Linked DNA regions of Mus musculus: region 2 is linked to region 1. Evidence: chromatin contacts called from public Hi-C data. All regions are on one chromosome and are shown on one strand. Each heading gives the region's core, a stretch centred on a gene start, on an enhancer-like site or on the middle of the called end of the contact. The rest is flanking DNA. Distances are from core to core; before and after follow the strand shown.

Region 1 (6,654 bases), core at 2,637-5,136:
AGTGTGATGAAAGGAGTGCGATGAAAACAGCACACGAAGCTTCCGTTAGAAATCAAAGGCTAGGCTGGCCAGATGGCCCAGTGGTAAGCACACTTGCTGCAAAGGCTGACAACCTGAGTTTGATACCTGAGTCCTATGTAGGCAGAAACTGAGAACTGACTCCACAAGGTTGTCTTCTAACTCTACATGTTTGTCATAGCATGCATGTTCCTATGTGCATGCACACACAAAATAAATGGAGGAAGGGAAAGGGGTAGGGGAAAGCAAGCTGAAGGCTGGAAAACAATTCCTCCATGAATCCCAAAGCGTGTAGCTCTCTAAATTCCACAAGAGCCTTACTCTGACAGGTGCCTTCACTTTGTACAGTCTCACAGAAGTGTAAAAAAGCAAGGTCATACACACGTGCAACAAGATGGCACTGAAACAAAAAATTTTCTTTTATCTGATGCGTGTATGTTGTACATGCATGCACATGCCTGCATGTCCCCTTTCTCTGTGTGTGTGTGGGGGCCCACAAAAGACAGTCTTGGGAGCCATTCTCTGACACTTGGCTCCTCAGTGGTCTAGAGATAATCAACTAGGCTAACTGGCAAGGCACCCCAGAGTTTCTCCTGTCTTTGCCTACAGATGCTGGGATTACAAACATGTGCCACCACATGGTTTCCTATGTGGGTTCTGGGGCTCAAACTCAGGTCTGCATGCTTGTGAGGCAAATACACTGCCACCCAGGCCATATCACAAGTGGGTCTTCAGGCCATGACAGGGCACCCATTATAGCTTGTGACTTTCTGACAAAAGGTTGAGAACAGGGGCCATCAGCCTCTAAGTGTGGTTTATTTTTTGTTGTTCTAGTTTTAAAACCTCTGAGATAGGTCTTATGATGCAGCCTAGGCTAGCCTCAACTCGTGATCCTCTTGCCTCAGCCTTCTCTGTGCTGAGACAGCAGATGTACACACAGAGCCCAGCTCTTGTTTGTCTGTTTCTCTGTCCCTTGTCCCAGATGGCCCAGAGGAAGAGGTGAACAGTCACTTCCTTCCTGCAGTGGAGGGAAGGTCACAGGGATGATTCAAAGGAGAGGATTCTGTTCTAGGGACAGCAGCACTCAAGTTTCCCTGTATCAGCCCCCACAATAAGCAGCAAGGCAGCCCTGGTGGTTGGCAGTCAAGCTCTGAGGTGGAAAGAGGCACCTAAGGCTCAGAAACGAGTTCTCACCTCTCTAGGCGACCTGTGCTCCTCACAGAGCTGTCCCACCTGGCTTGCAAGGACAGCGTTTCAAGAGACCAAGTGGGTCAAGCCCCTGTGCTGACTTTCCCCTCTCCTGGTCCCGTCTCCTCCCTCAACACAAAGGCAGGAAGCTGCTGGATCACAGTGGCTCCACCATGTCATCCCAGCAGGCTGGGCAGTGGTGACAGCTCACAGCCTAGGCCATTCCCTGTTAGTTCTACTCAGACAGTAGCATAAGCAGAAGGAAGGAAGAGTCCTTATATGGGGTTTTAGGTGCGTGAGAGAGTTGTGTGTGTGTGTGTGTGTGTTTGAGTGTGCATGAAGGCAAAGGCTGAACGACAGTCTTGGGTGTCATCCTCAGGAACACTGTCCCCTCCTCTGACCAGGGTGTCTCATGGTTGGCAGCAGTGTGTATGTTTTCAAGGCTGACGATTGTTAGACATTTCTGTTCGCTAGCTTAGGTGGTAGCATCAGCAGGAGGAAGGAGAGTCCCTACTCAGTGCAGTAGTGACTCAGAGTTGGTGAGACAGCACAGTGGTGTGCACAAGGGCTTTGGAGGCCTTCCTCAAGGGTGTTGGGTACCGAGGAACAGCTGAGAAAGGTCTTTTTCCTGGCAGCTAAAAGAACATGGCAATGTCAGTCACACACCTAGATGAGGGCACAGATGACACCTGGACTTGGACTGCTCCTACGTGCTATACTACCTGAGGAAAGGCATCTGTGGCTCTCAGTTGCTACAGTGTGGCTGTAGTTATCCAGCCATGGGAAGGAGTATTTAGAGGTAAGGAACTATGAGCTATAAAAGAGAATGTCATACTCCCAGTGCTCTCAGCCCCAGCAGTGCCTCGAGCCTCAGAGGTCCTGGTTACTGCATAAAGTCACACGTCTTTACCCCTTTAAAACACTTTAGAGACTCTTTTTTGTTGTTGTTTTTTTGAGACAGTGTCTCACCATATAGCTCTGGCTTCTTTAATTCACTATGTAGACCAGGCTGACTTTGAATTCAGAGATCTCTTTCCTCCTGAAAGCTGGATTAAAGGTGTGTGTCACAATGTCTGGCTTTCTTAACGTGTGTGTGTGTGTGTGTGTGTGTGTGTGTGTGCGCGTGCGAGAGAGAGAGAGAGAGAGAGAGAGAGAGAGAGAGAGAGAGAGAGAGAGATTGAGAGAGAGAACGATAAACAACCATCAGGAGTTGGCTCTAGGGCCTGAGTGGCACCTTTACCTACTGAGCCATTTTGTCAGTTCAATGTGTACTTTTCAAGGCTGATTATGCTAGACATTTCCCCTTTCCTAGTTTAATGACCCCAAACTGTCCACTGTCTAGTACCTGTGTAGACACCCCCAAGCAGAGAGAAGGACCTACACACACCCACTGGCTTAGCTCCTACTAAACAGTCAGCAAACCCAATCGTCTGCTGGGAAGTCCTAGCTGTGAGCCAGCACCTGTCTCTTCAGCTGTGTCTGGAAAGCCCCTGGACTTTTACCCCATTCCCAAATAAAGCAAAGACTTGGAAACCAAACCACTCAGCAGTTCAAGCCTCCAACATCCTTGTGTTAAGATATGAAAACCCGGAGCTGGGCAGCGGTGACTCACACCTGTAATCCCAGCACTTAGGAGGCAGAGGCAGGTGGATCTCTGAATTTGAGGCCAGCCTGGTTACAGAGTGAACACATGAACGAACCTGGGCCAGCAACATCCCAAACAAACAAATGAAAAGCTGGGGCTGCTAACAAAAGTGGTGGCAACAGGTCTGTGGTCACAACACTAGGGAGACTGAGGCAGGAGAATCAAGAGCACAAGATTACCTTGAGCTACGTAGTGAGACTCTGTCTCCAAAGCCATGGCTGAAAATTCAGGTTGGTGTGAGAATGCTTGTCTAGCATGCCAAGTCCTGACCCTATCCCCCTAGTACTACACCATACACACACATACACACAGGGTTCAGTAAAATCTCCTTTTTTTCTCAGTTGAAGAAACCAAAGTTTAGATGTTAATTTGGCCATAGTCAAAAAGCAAGTTAAAAGTAGAAAGATGGTTTAGTCACATAGTTTCCCACTCATGTGTGTGTGTGTGAGAGAGAGAGAGCGCTTGTCTCTGTGTGAGAGACACCTTGTCTGTGAGAGAGAGAGAGAGAGAGAGAGAGAGAGAGAGAGAGAGAGAGAGGGAGGGAGAGAGAGACCTTGTCTTAAAAGCTAAGCTCAAAAGCTAAGATGGAGAGAGAGAATAAAATTCCCAATGTTAACATTCTGGCTTCTACATGTATGTGTACACACGTGCACAAATATACTCTGTAACATATACAACACACACACACACACACACACACACACACACACACACACCCCTGAACTCTTCACCTCACTACATGCATGGCCTGAGAGAACAGAAGTGTGGACTACAAAAGGTTACAGATCAGACTCTGCCAGCAGTGAAGTGCAACCGTGTCTCCCACAGACTACACTAGGCCATCTAAATAAGGGCAGTAGCTCCTCTCAAAGAACAGGGGCACGGAGCTGAAAGACAATGAGGGGCCAGGCCTATGACGGTCCCTCCCATTTGCCGATGGCGGCTTGCCAAAGGGAAGGGGTCACAGCATCTTCCTGCTGGATATGACAAGGCCTTGACCTCCCCCACTCCAGGCTGAACAAAAGGGAAAGGAAAAGGCTCAAAGCAGCTTCTGCCTGCCAGACACTGAGTCATCCGTGCTGTGGGGCAGTGGGCTCTCTGAAGCAAGGAGAGGCAAGCTCTGCCATGCAGCCCCGGCGCTGCGGCCAGCTGGGAGGCCAGGCTGAGGGCAGGGAGGCCCAGGCTCCCCTGTAGGGCCTGTCCAGGCCTCCTGCTCCTCATAAAGAGCCCTTGTGCTGCCTCTTGCCTGATGCTCTGGCTCCTGAGCCTGTGGCCCCAGGACCACTGACTCAGCAAGCCATCCCTTCAACTAGCACTCTCAAGTTGGACTTGGACAAGGAGCTGAGATCTCCTTCCTGGCTTCTGACCAGAGATAACAAACAGAAGTTGCCTTCTCCTCTTCTCAGAGGCTCTCCCTTCTTGAATGTTCTGCTGATGAGAAGTTATCAGGATTTTAGGAGACCCCGCCCCAACTCACACACCCACACACACACCCGCACACGGTGGTGTGCACAGTGGTGTAAATAGCAGAATTGCTGTTCCCATGTCCCGCTGGAGATGTAGACACAGAATGACCTCATCTGACCATGAATGGCAGCATACACTTGCCAACTTGCCAGTGTGACAGCTTCACATGGCAGATGCTCAGCTCCAGCACAAATGGTCCTCTGAGGGATGCTTCTCTTGTTTGGCTCATGATGAGTCAAGGCCTTGTCTGACACAGTAAACATCCACTCCGGCTACTGTCTGAGGCTAACACTGTGACACACCTGCCACTCACAGACCAGACTCATGTGCACCAGGAAGGTGACACCAAGAGGCCCACAGTCTAAGGCTGGTTCAGAGCAGAAGAGGAGGAAGAGGAGGAAGAGAAGGGTTAGGATGAAGGAGGAGGAGGAAAGATGAAGGAAGGAAGGAAGGAGCAGCAGCTGACTGAGGCAAGAGCACCCTAAACTCAAAGCCAGCCTGGGCTGCATGGCAAGCTCCTGTCAAAATATAAAGCAAACTGAGGGCTGGGATGGAGCTCTTGGTGGAGCACTTGCCTGGCATGTATGAGGTCTGGATCTGACGCCTAGCACTACCCTCCCACAAAATAAACAAAGTTCTGCTCGTTTGTCACCAGCAGACAGCTTCCACACAGGTCCCTGTGGAGGGGAGTGCACAGGCCCAGGCAGGAAGAACTCAACAAATGAATGAAACTGCTTATATGAAACCAACTTGCCAACCAAGCAGAGTGCAAATCCTAGCTAACATCCCACTTTTCCCCTTTATGGATGTGAAGTAAACGCCCGGCCTAGCTTTTCATCTTCTAGAACTGGTGTCGGGCCAGGAGTGGTGGTACATGTGTGTAATCCCAGCACTTGGGGGGCTAAGGCAGGGAGCTCCTGAGCGATGTAGGGAAGAGTCTGTCTCAAACCAATCCGAACCAATGTGCCAGCTGTTCAAGAATGGAGACTTGGGGCTCCTCTGACAGCAGGGCCACTAAGAGGGCTCTTCACAGCACAGTCTGGAATGCTCAGAAGCCAACGCCAGGCCACCTCAGGGTACCTCCTTGGAGCAACATTAGCCGTTTATGCAGGAATAGCGCCAGGTGAAGTGTCATCTTCCCATAGCCTGAGCAGCAGGGACTTTTTGGACAAAGAGGACATTTGAAAGGTGTCAATGACTTGTCTCTCAAAGCAACATGTTTTCCACATTTTGGAGAATTTAACTTGATTTTTTTTTTTTTGAAAAAGTTCAAAGCTTGGTAAATAGAGGTACATCACAGAGTTTAGCTTCTTGAAGCTGGCTGGAGAAGATACACTATTTTTATCATATTCTACCCTATAGCCAGTGGGTTCTTATTTAGAAGAGAATGTTCATTGAGAAATTGGGAGGTGGGAATGGGGGCCAGAGCACTTGCTGCTCCTCCAGAGGACCGGAGTTTGGTTGACAGTGCTCACATCAGATGACTTACAACTGCCTATAACTCTAGCTCCAGGGAATCCAACACCCTCTCTGGCCTCTGAGGACAGCCACAAGCAAGTGTGCATGCTAATGTGCATCCCCATATGCACATTCACAAAGCGCTCTCTCTCAGGTTCAGTTGTCTGTACTAGCAAGGATAGAAAGGGGGACATCATAGCAGGCTTGTTTGCTGTTCATCATTCACAGCTCTCTAAATGCTTACCTAGACAGACTCCTCCCCAGGGAATGACCCCACTACAAAAATCAGCAAAGTTACCATTACCAAGAGGCTCCAGTTCTCACAGAAAACAGGATAATGCTGGACATAAGGGAGAAACCACACCCTAAAAGAATAAAGCCCTTAGTGAGCACTGTCCATATTTATCTCTCATTTAAAAGCTTCCTAACAGTATGGTCTCGTGGTTCAGGCCTGCAATCCTAGCCACTAGGAAGGCTGAGACAGGGAGATCTCAAGTTCATGGCTAGCCCGGGCACCTGAGTGAGACTGTCCCAAAATATACATCGAGAAGAGGGCTAGGATGGAACTCAGTGGTGATCCTGCCCAGCATGCACAAAGACCCAGGTCTAAGCTCCAGACAGAGCTGTTCACAGCAGCACTGTCCTTAGTGGAGAAAACACCGTTCATCCACACAATGTAACACAGCAACTAAAGTGCATGGCCTCCTGATATTGCACGCACGGAGAACTTGAGGGAACTCAAACATGTTAATGGTAAATTAAAGCAGTCATCTATGGGCCGGCTGGGGGGTTTGGCTCAGCAGGTGAAGTATCCTCAGAACCCACGGAAAAACCAGGGCATGGCAGTGTGTGTTTGAAACTCCAGCACTGGGAGTAGT
Region 2 (6,654 bases), core at 3,114-5,613, 74 kb after region 1:
CATGTTGTAATTGTATTTTGTTCTAATTATATTCCTTCCCCAATTTCCCTCCTTGTGCCCCCCACCCCCATTTCCCTCCTTCCCAGATTGCAATCCTTGTATTCCTATAGTATTCTATTACTGTATTGTCAATCTCCCTTAAGATAGATCTCATTAATTGCTTTTACAGTCCTTTTTTCTGGTTCTTTCCCTCTCTCTCTCTCTCTCTCTCTCTCTCTCTCTCTCTCTCTCTCTCTCTCTCTCTCACACACACACACACACACACACACACACACCATTTAAAATCTAGACTCCACATATAAGAGAATACAACCTTTGTTTTTCTGAGTCTGGCTTATTTTGCTTAACACAATGATCTCCAGTTCCATCCATTTTCCTGCAAATATCATGCCTTTATTCTCATTTGCATTTCCTGCAAATATCATGCCTTTATTCTCATTTGCAGGTGCGTAAAGTTGCACTGTGCACACGTGCCACATAGTCCTTATTCACTCATCTGTCAGCAGACATCTAGACTGGCTCTGTATCTTTCCTAAACTGTGAACCATGCAGCAGCAAACATGGATATACAAATAGCCCTGTGGTACTTTGAGTCCATCCTTGGATGTGGTACAACTGAGCTCATGATAGTCCTAACTTTTGAGGAGCCGCCATACTGATTTTAATAGTGGCTACCCCATTTTACAGTCCCACCAACAGGGAATCAAGCCTTATGTCTTCTATCTTAGTTACTTTTCTGTTGTTGTGATAAGTCATCATAGCCATAGCAGTTTATAGAAGGAAGGTGTTTTTGTTGTTGTTGTTGTTGTTGTTTGAGGGTGGTGGAGCTTATGGTCCCCATAGGTTAGGGCCTTGTAACCACAGGGACAGCACGATAGCAGGCAGCAGACATAGCAACTGGAGCTGGAAGCTTCCTGAGGGCTCACACCTCAAACCACAGAGAAGGCAAACTAGCAATGGTATAAAGGTTTAAACCCTCAAAGCCAGCCCCAATAACATACTTCCTACTTTAAACTGCCCCAACAGTGCTACCAACTGGGGACCAAGCATTAAAATTCCCAAGACTATGGTGAGCATCTCATCCGATCCACCACACCATCCTTGCCAGAGCGTGTTCTTCCCTCCCTTCCTCTTTCTTTCTTTTTCGTTATTGAGATGGGGTTTCTCTATGTAGCCTCTTTCACCTTCCCCAGTGCTGTGACCACAGGCAGGTGCTTCCACACCCAGTGCCCCTGTGTCCTCACATAGTAGGATGGGGAGGGCAAAAGGGAGCAGCACCCACTTTTTGAAATGGTATTGATCCCATCTATGGAGGCAGAGACTTCACAGCCAAATCACACATTCATAGTCCTACCTTGTAACGCTATTTTACAGGCATGAAATGGTACCACAAGCTTTGCCGGGAACACCAGGTTCTAAGCTCCCCCTGACTTCCCTACATCTAAGGTGTACTTGCCTAAGATGGGTGAACATGGTTAACACATATTGTCTAACTGTATTAAACTTTCAAAGAATAGTAAATATCACAACAGTGGGGCTAGAGAGATGATTCGTCTGTTAGGAGTACATGTTGTTTTTCCGGAGAAGTTGAGTTTGTTTTTCAGTATCCATATTAGGTGGCTAACAAACCACGGGTAATTCCATCTCCAAGAGATCCAATGTCCTCTTTTGAGCATTGAGCACTTGCATCCATCCATCCATCCATCCATCCATCCATCCATCCATCCATCCATTTACCAATCTATTTGTGTATCCATTTACCTATTTGCTTCTCTAAACATCCACCCATCTAGCCAATCTACCCACACATCCACCCATCTACCCACTTGCTCATCCATCCAATAATGATATAGACCTATCTGCTCATCTATTCATACAGCCGTCCATCCATCCACCCACCCAATCACTTCTCTCTGTCTGTCTCTTCTCCATCCCTCCACCCATCTACCCAATGCCTCCAATCACCCATCTAACCATCCATCCATCTGTTATATTCATCTATCCATTCAATTACCTGTCCATCCTTTGAATTATCCTGTTGTAGATTGCCCTGGTGCTGTTTGTATTTTGATGTTAATTCCACTTCCTCAAGAGGGGCTGCCCTTACTAGGAGTGTATCGTATACTCAGGTAAACTCATGTGAACTCTCCCCATTTTAGCTGGTCAAATAAAGACTAGAGCCTGTGATTGAGCAGTGGAAGGGAAAGGTGGGGCTGGAGGTTTTGGAGGGGGTGTGAAGAAAGGGAGGAGAGAGGCAGATGAGGAGACTGAGGAAACAGAGGAAGTCAGAGGAAGAGGAGGTGGAAGGAAGATGGAGCAGAACCACGTGGTCTGGAGAAGCCTTAAGTAGCAAGGGAATCTTATAGCTGGAGAATAGAGTAGTGTAGTGGTAAATCTGCCCAATCTAGGAGTGCAGCTTATAAACACTATAACTGAGTTGTGTGCTCCTTACACAGGCTTGTTGGGGTTGGAGATTTACTGCAACATTATCCCACCATATACATTCTATCTACTCATCTATCACCTACCTGCCCACCCATTCATCCATCTGCCATGACATTTACCTATTCATCCACCCAATCATTCACCTAACCATTCATCCACCCTACTATCCACCTGTCCATCCATCCATCCATCCATCCATCCATCCTTCCATCTATCCATCCATTCATCCACCCACCCACCCATCCATCCTCCTACCCACCTGTCCACCTGTCCGTCCATCCATCCATCCATCCATCCATCCATCCATCCACCCATCCATCCTCCTACCCACCTGTCCATCCATCCATCCATCCACCCATCTATCCATCCATCCATCCATCCTTTTATTCCTCCTACCCACCTGTCCATTCATCCATCCATCCATCCATCCATCCATCCATCCATCCTTTTATTCCTCCTACCCACCTGTCCATCCATCCATCCATCCATCCATCCATCCATCCATCCATCCTTTTACTCCACTACCTACCCATCCATCCATTCACCCACCCACTAAAAACCCACACATAACCATCCACTCATCAGCTTCCTGGCCCCTTTCTGTATGCCCTTTTTTTCTGTTGGGCATGAAGCAAAAAGTTCAAAAACAACCAAGCTGGTGGGACTTAGTAAAAATGCACCAAACCTACTGAATCCATGAGCCCAAACAAACCTTTCTTCTCTTAAGTTGTTCTCTCAGGTCTTTTGATCACAGAGACACAAAAATAACTAACACACAATCCGATGTCAGGGTCAGCTAGAAATCTGTGGGGTCTGGAATAAACTCCTGCCTTAGAGTTCTCTAAGGGAATGTATGAGAGAGGAAGAGTGTATACATGCACAAAGGAATTTTTTTTAAAGACATTGGTTTATAGAATTGTGGAGGCTGTGAGGTCCAACATCTGCAGTGTGGGCCAGCAGGGTGGAGATCCGGAAGAGCAGATGTTGTAGGTCAAGACCAAAAGCATCTGTTGGAGAAACTGTCCTTTCTCAGGGAAGTCAGTCTGCTCTGTTCAAGCTTTCAGCTGGCCAGATGTGATCCAGCCTCAGGATGGGCACTGTGCCTTTCTCTAAGCCCACTGATTTAAATGCACATCCCACCCAGGCACAGCCTCACAGAAGCATCAGGTTAGATGGCTGGATGCAGAGTGACGTCAGCGGGGTGCCATGGCCCAGCTAAACCAACTCATAAAATGGGACCTATCAGTCCGTGTTAGACGACTTGTTGGGTTGGGGAGATGGCTCTGTCAGCGGAGTACGTGTCTCCCAACCATGAAGAGCTGACTGTCACTCTTCAGAACCCGTGTGAGAAGCTGGTTGTGGTGGCATGTGCCCCAGATTCTCACTTTTGGCAAGATGGGGGAGGCAGACAGGCTGGTGGGTCCTTGCGGCTTGTTGATCAGCAAGTTGTCTTCTGACCTCTGCACACATGCCATTAATGTGGATGCAGTCCACATTAATACAAATGAGTGTGTTTGTGCATGTGCATACACACACACACACACACACACACACACATACACACACACACATACACACAGAGAGGGAGAGACAGACAGAGACTTGACACAAGATTTCTTCAGCATTCCCAAAGGACACCAGAGATTCCATATGGAGCCTACTGTTAAATGTTCTATGGAAGTTTCTACCCACAGTAACTTGCCCTCAGTAAGACAGTAACTTAGAGCAGTCTATGATGTGTGAGCCTTGCTCAGAGCCTGAGATGAAGTCATATAGTTGTCCAAATCTGCTGAATTGCTCCACAAAAACTGCCTCTCATTTCTATAAATATTCTCTTCCTGGGGTTGGGGGACAAGTGATTCGAATCTAGATTCAAATAGGGAAGCGTGGCCGAGGGTGGAGGCCATACCAGACACATGCTTCATGTGGAGGAAGCCACAGCACCCAAGCAATGGAACAGAAACAGACAGCGAAGTGCTTCTGAGTATGGGGTCCAGGTTTCATGACCAGTGCTTCCTTAAAAAAATGTGCTGACTTTAGAACAAACAAGGCAGTGATTGTCTCTCCAAAATGTGCTGGCAGTGCTCCATAGCATCCTCATGTCCAGTTCTAAAAATACAGACCCATTCCAGAGGGAGGGCCTCTATCAATACGATCAAGGCCTCAACTTGCTATCCATCCATCCATCCATCCATCCATCCACCCATCCATCCACCTATCCATCCATCCATCCTTCCATGCATACATCAGCCATTCAATTACTCACTCACATATCTACTGATCCACCCATCCACCTATCCATCTACCAACTCAACTATCTATTCATACCATCTATCCATCCATCCATCCATCCATCCATCCATCCATCCATCTACCTATTCACTCATCCATTTACCAATTCATCATTTTACATACTCATCCCCACTACTGATCCACCCATCTACCTATCCATCTACCAACTCAATTATCCATCCATCCATCCATCCACTCACCTATCCATCCATCCATCCATCCATCCATCCATCCATCATCCATCCATAGCCATATGCCCACTCACCCATCTACTGACCCACCTATCCATCTATCCATCCAGCCACTCAGTTGTCAGTCACTCATTCACCTACCCACCCACCCACCCACCCACCCACCCACCCACCCACCCATCTACCTACCAAACAACCAATGCGTGGCTATTTCCTCCCAGTTGAAACATTCCCTTTGGAGGGAAGCAGGACACTCTCAGGAAACTCCTGAAACTTAGAAGATTCCTAACACCCCTCCCCAATATTATACAAATGGTAGTTACTCCTGGAGAGGAGACTGCAATATGTCTGGATGCCTTCAAGTCATGTAGGGAACTCTAGGCATGTAGCTCTTGTGAGACTTCATCTGTGCTGAGATGGTCTTTTAAGTGATGCAGCTGCCTGAGTCACCCACACCTCTGTAAATAAAGCAATCCCTTACCTATTCCTGTAAGTAGCCCCAAATATACACATTGGTTTACCAAGACAGGCTTGGGTGGACCAGTTTCTTTGGCTTATCATCAGTCTCTTATCTGGGATGAAGGAACGTTAGTTCATGTCTCCCCAGGAAAAGTCACATAACACTGTCCATCCACTATTCCCTCCACTATCTGTCCATCCATCCGTCTTTCCCTCCCTCCCTCTTCCAACACATCCATGCCTCCACTCTCCCTCGTATTGTACCCACCCACCCACACACTAATTCTTCTGTCCACCCACTCATTCCTCTGGCCTCTGGCCTTCACCCATCTTCCATGCAGTGCTGGAATTCAGGGACACCAGCCTCACCTTGATGGACGCAGTCTCTCTCTCGTGGATGAACTCAGGGAGACAGACAAAATATGTTCATACGTATACTCTCAAGTTTGTTAAGAGCCAAGAATGAGGGCTGGAGAGATGGCTCAGTGGTTAGGAGCACTGACTTTTTTCCCCTAGGGTCTTGAGTTCAATTCCCAGCAACCACATGGTGCCTCACAACCATCTGTAATGAGAACCCATGCCCTCTTTTGGTGTGTCTGAAGACAGCTACAGTGTGCTCATACATAAAATAAATAAAACCTTTGGGGGGGGAAAAAAGACATCTGTCTCTTTAAAAAGAAAAAGGAGGGGGAGTGTATAGGGGACTTTTGGGATAGTATTTGAAATGTAAATGAAGAAAATACCTAATAAAAAATATAGAAAAAGAAAGAAAGAAAAAGGAGCCCAAAATGAGAATCCTGGAAGTCCACCAATCCACCCATCCACCTATCTATCCATCTGCTCTCTCACTCACAAACTGGATGGAAGATGATGGTAGTTGGGCCCACTTTGCTGCTATGGACTCAAGTAATGCTTCTCTGGAGAAGCTGAGTTTGAAAGGAAAGAATTGGAGGGAGATGGTGTCTTAATTTTATTTATGTTTCTATGATAAAATACCTTGACAAAAACACATTAGTAGAGAAAAGGGTTTATTTCAGCTTACAATCTTAGGCCACAGTCCATAATTGTGGGTAAGTCAAGGCAGAGATGTCAAGATACCCAGAGAGCAGAGAGAAATGAATGCAGGCGTGCTTACTTGCTTGCTTGTTTGTGGTTTGTGCTAGCTTGGTTTCTCCATTCTTATACAGGGCAGGGCCCCTGCCTAGGGAATGGTGCTGCCCATAGTGGGTGGGTCTTCCCATATCAATTAAGACAATTAAGATAAGTC

What was found. A called contact is a pair of places that touch in the nucleus more often than the background predicts.
Region 2: a contact with region 1 is called in a Hi-C map of bone marrow-derived macrophages, with 86 read pairs. The contact joins two enhancer-like sites. A contact is called at or near these places in 2 of 39 promoter capture datasets (both in liver), 2 of 15 datasets of contacts at CTCF or cohesin (large pre-B cells and pro-B cells), 30 of 484 Hi-C or Micro-C datasets (the 3T3-L1 cell line, 3T3-L1-derived adipocytes, the BV-2 cell line and 17 more), 12 of 115 datasets of contacts at active chromatin or transcription factors (the HPC-7 cell line, bone marrow-derived macrophages, cardiomyocytes and 6 more) and 2 of 9 other capture datasets (liver and pancreatic islet).

What each region holds. Positions count from the first base shown.
Region 1 is chr5:140,764,060-140,770,713 of GRCm38.p6, forward strand. The region is part of intron 2 of Gna12 (guanine nucleotide binding protein, alpha 12); the gene reads right to left. Among named protein-coding and RNA genes, the nearest start is that of Gm30745, 18 kb to the left of the region's middle. Within about 2 kb of position 3,887, at least 207 of the 459 cell types and tissues checked have an H3K27ac peak or open chromatin away from gene starts, as enhancers often do. A contact at or near this core is called in bone marrow-derived macrophages and microglia, where this site is marked.
Region 2 is chr5:140,837,793-140,844,446 of GRCm38.p6, forward strand. No RefSeq gene overlaps it. Among named protein-coding and RNA genes, the nearest start is that of Gna12, 11 kb to the left of the region's middle. Within about 2 kb of position 4,364, at least 11 of the 459 cell types and tissues checked have an H3K27ac peak or open chromatin away from gene starts, as enhancers often do. A contact at or near this core is called in bone marrow-derived macrophages and microglia, where this site is marked.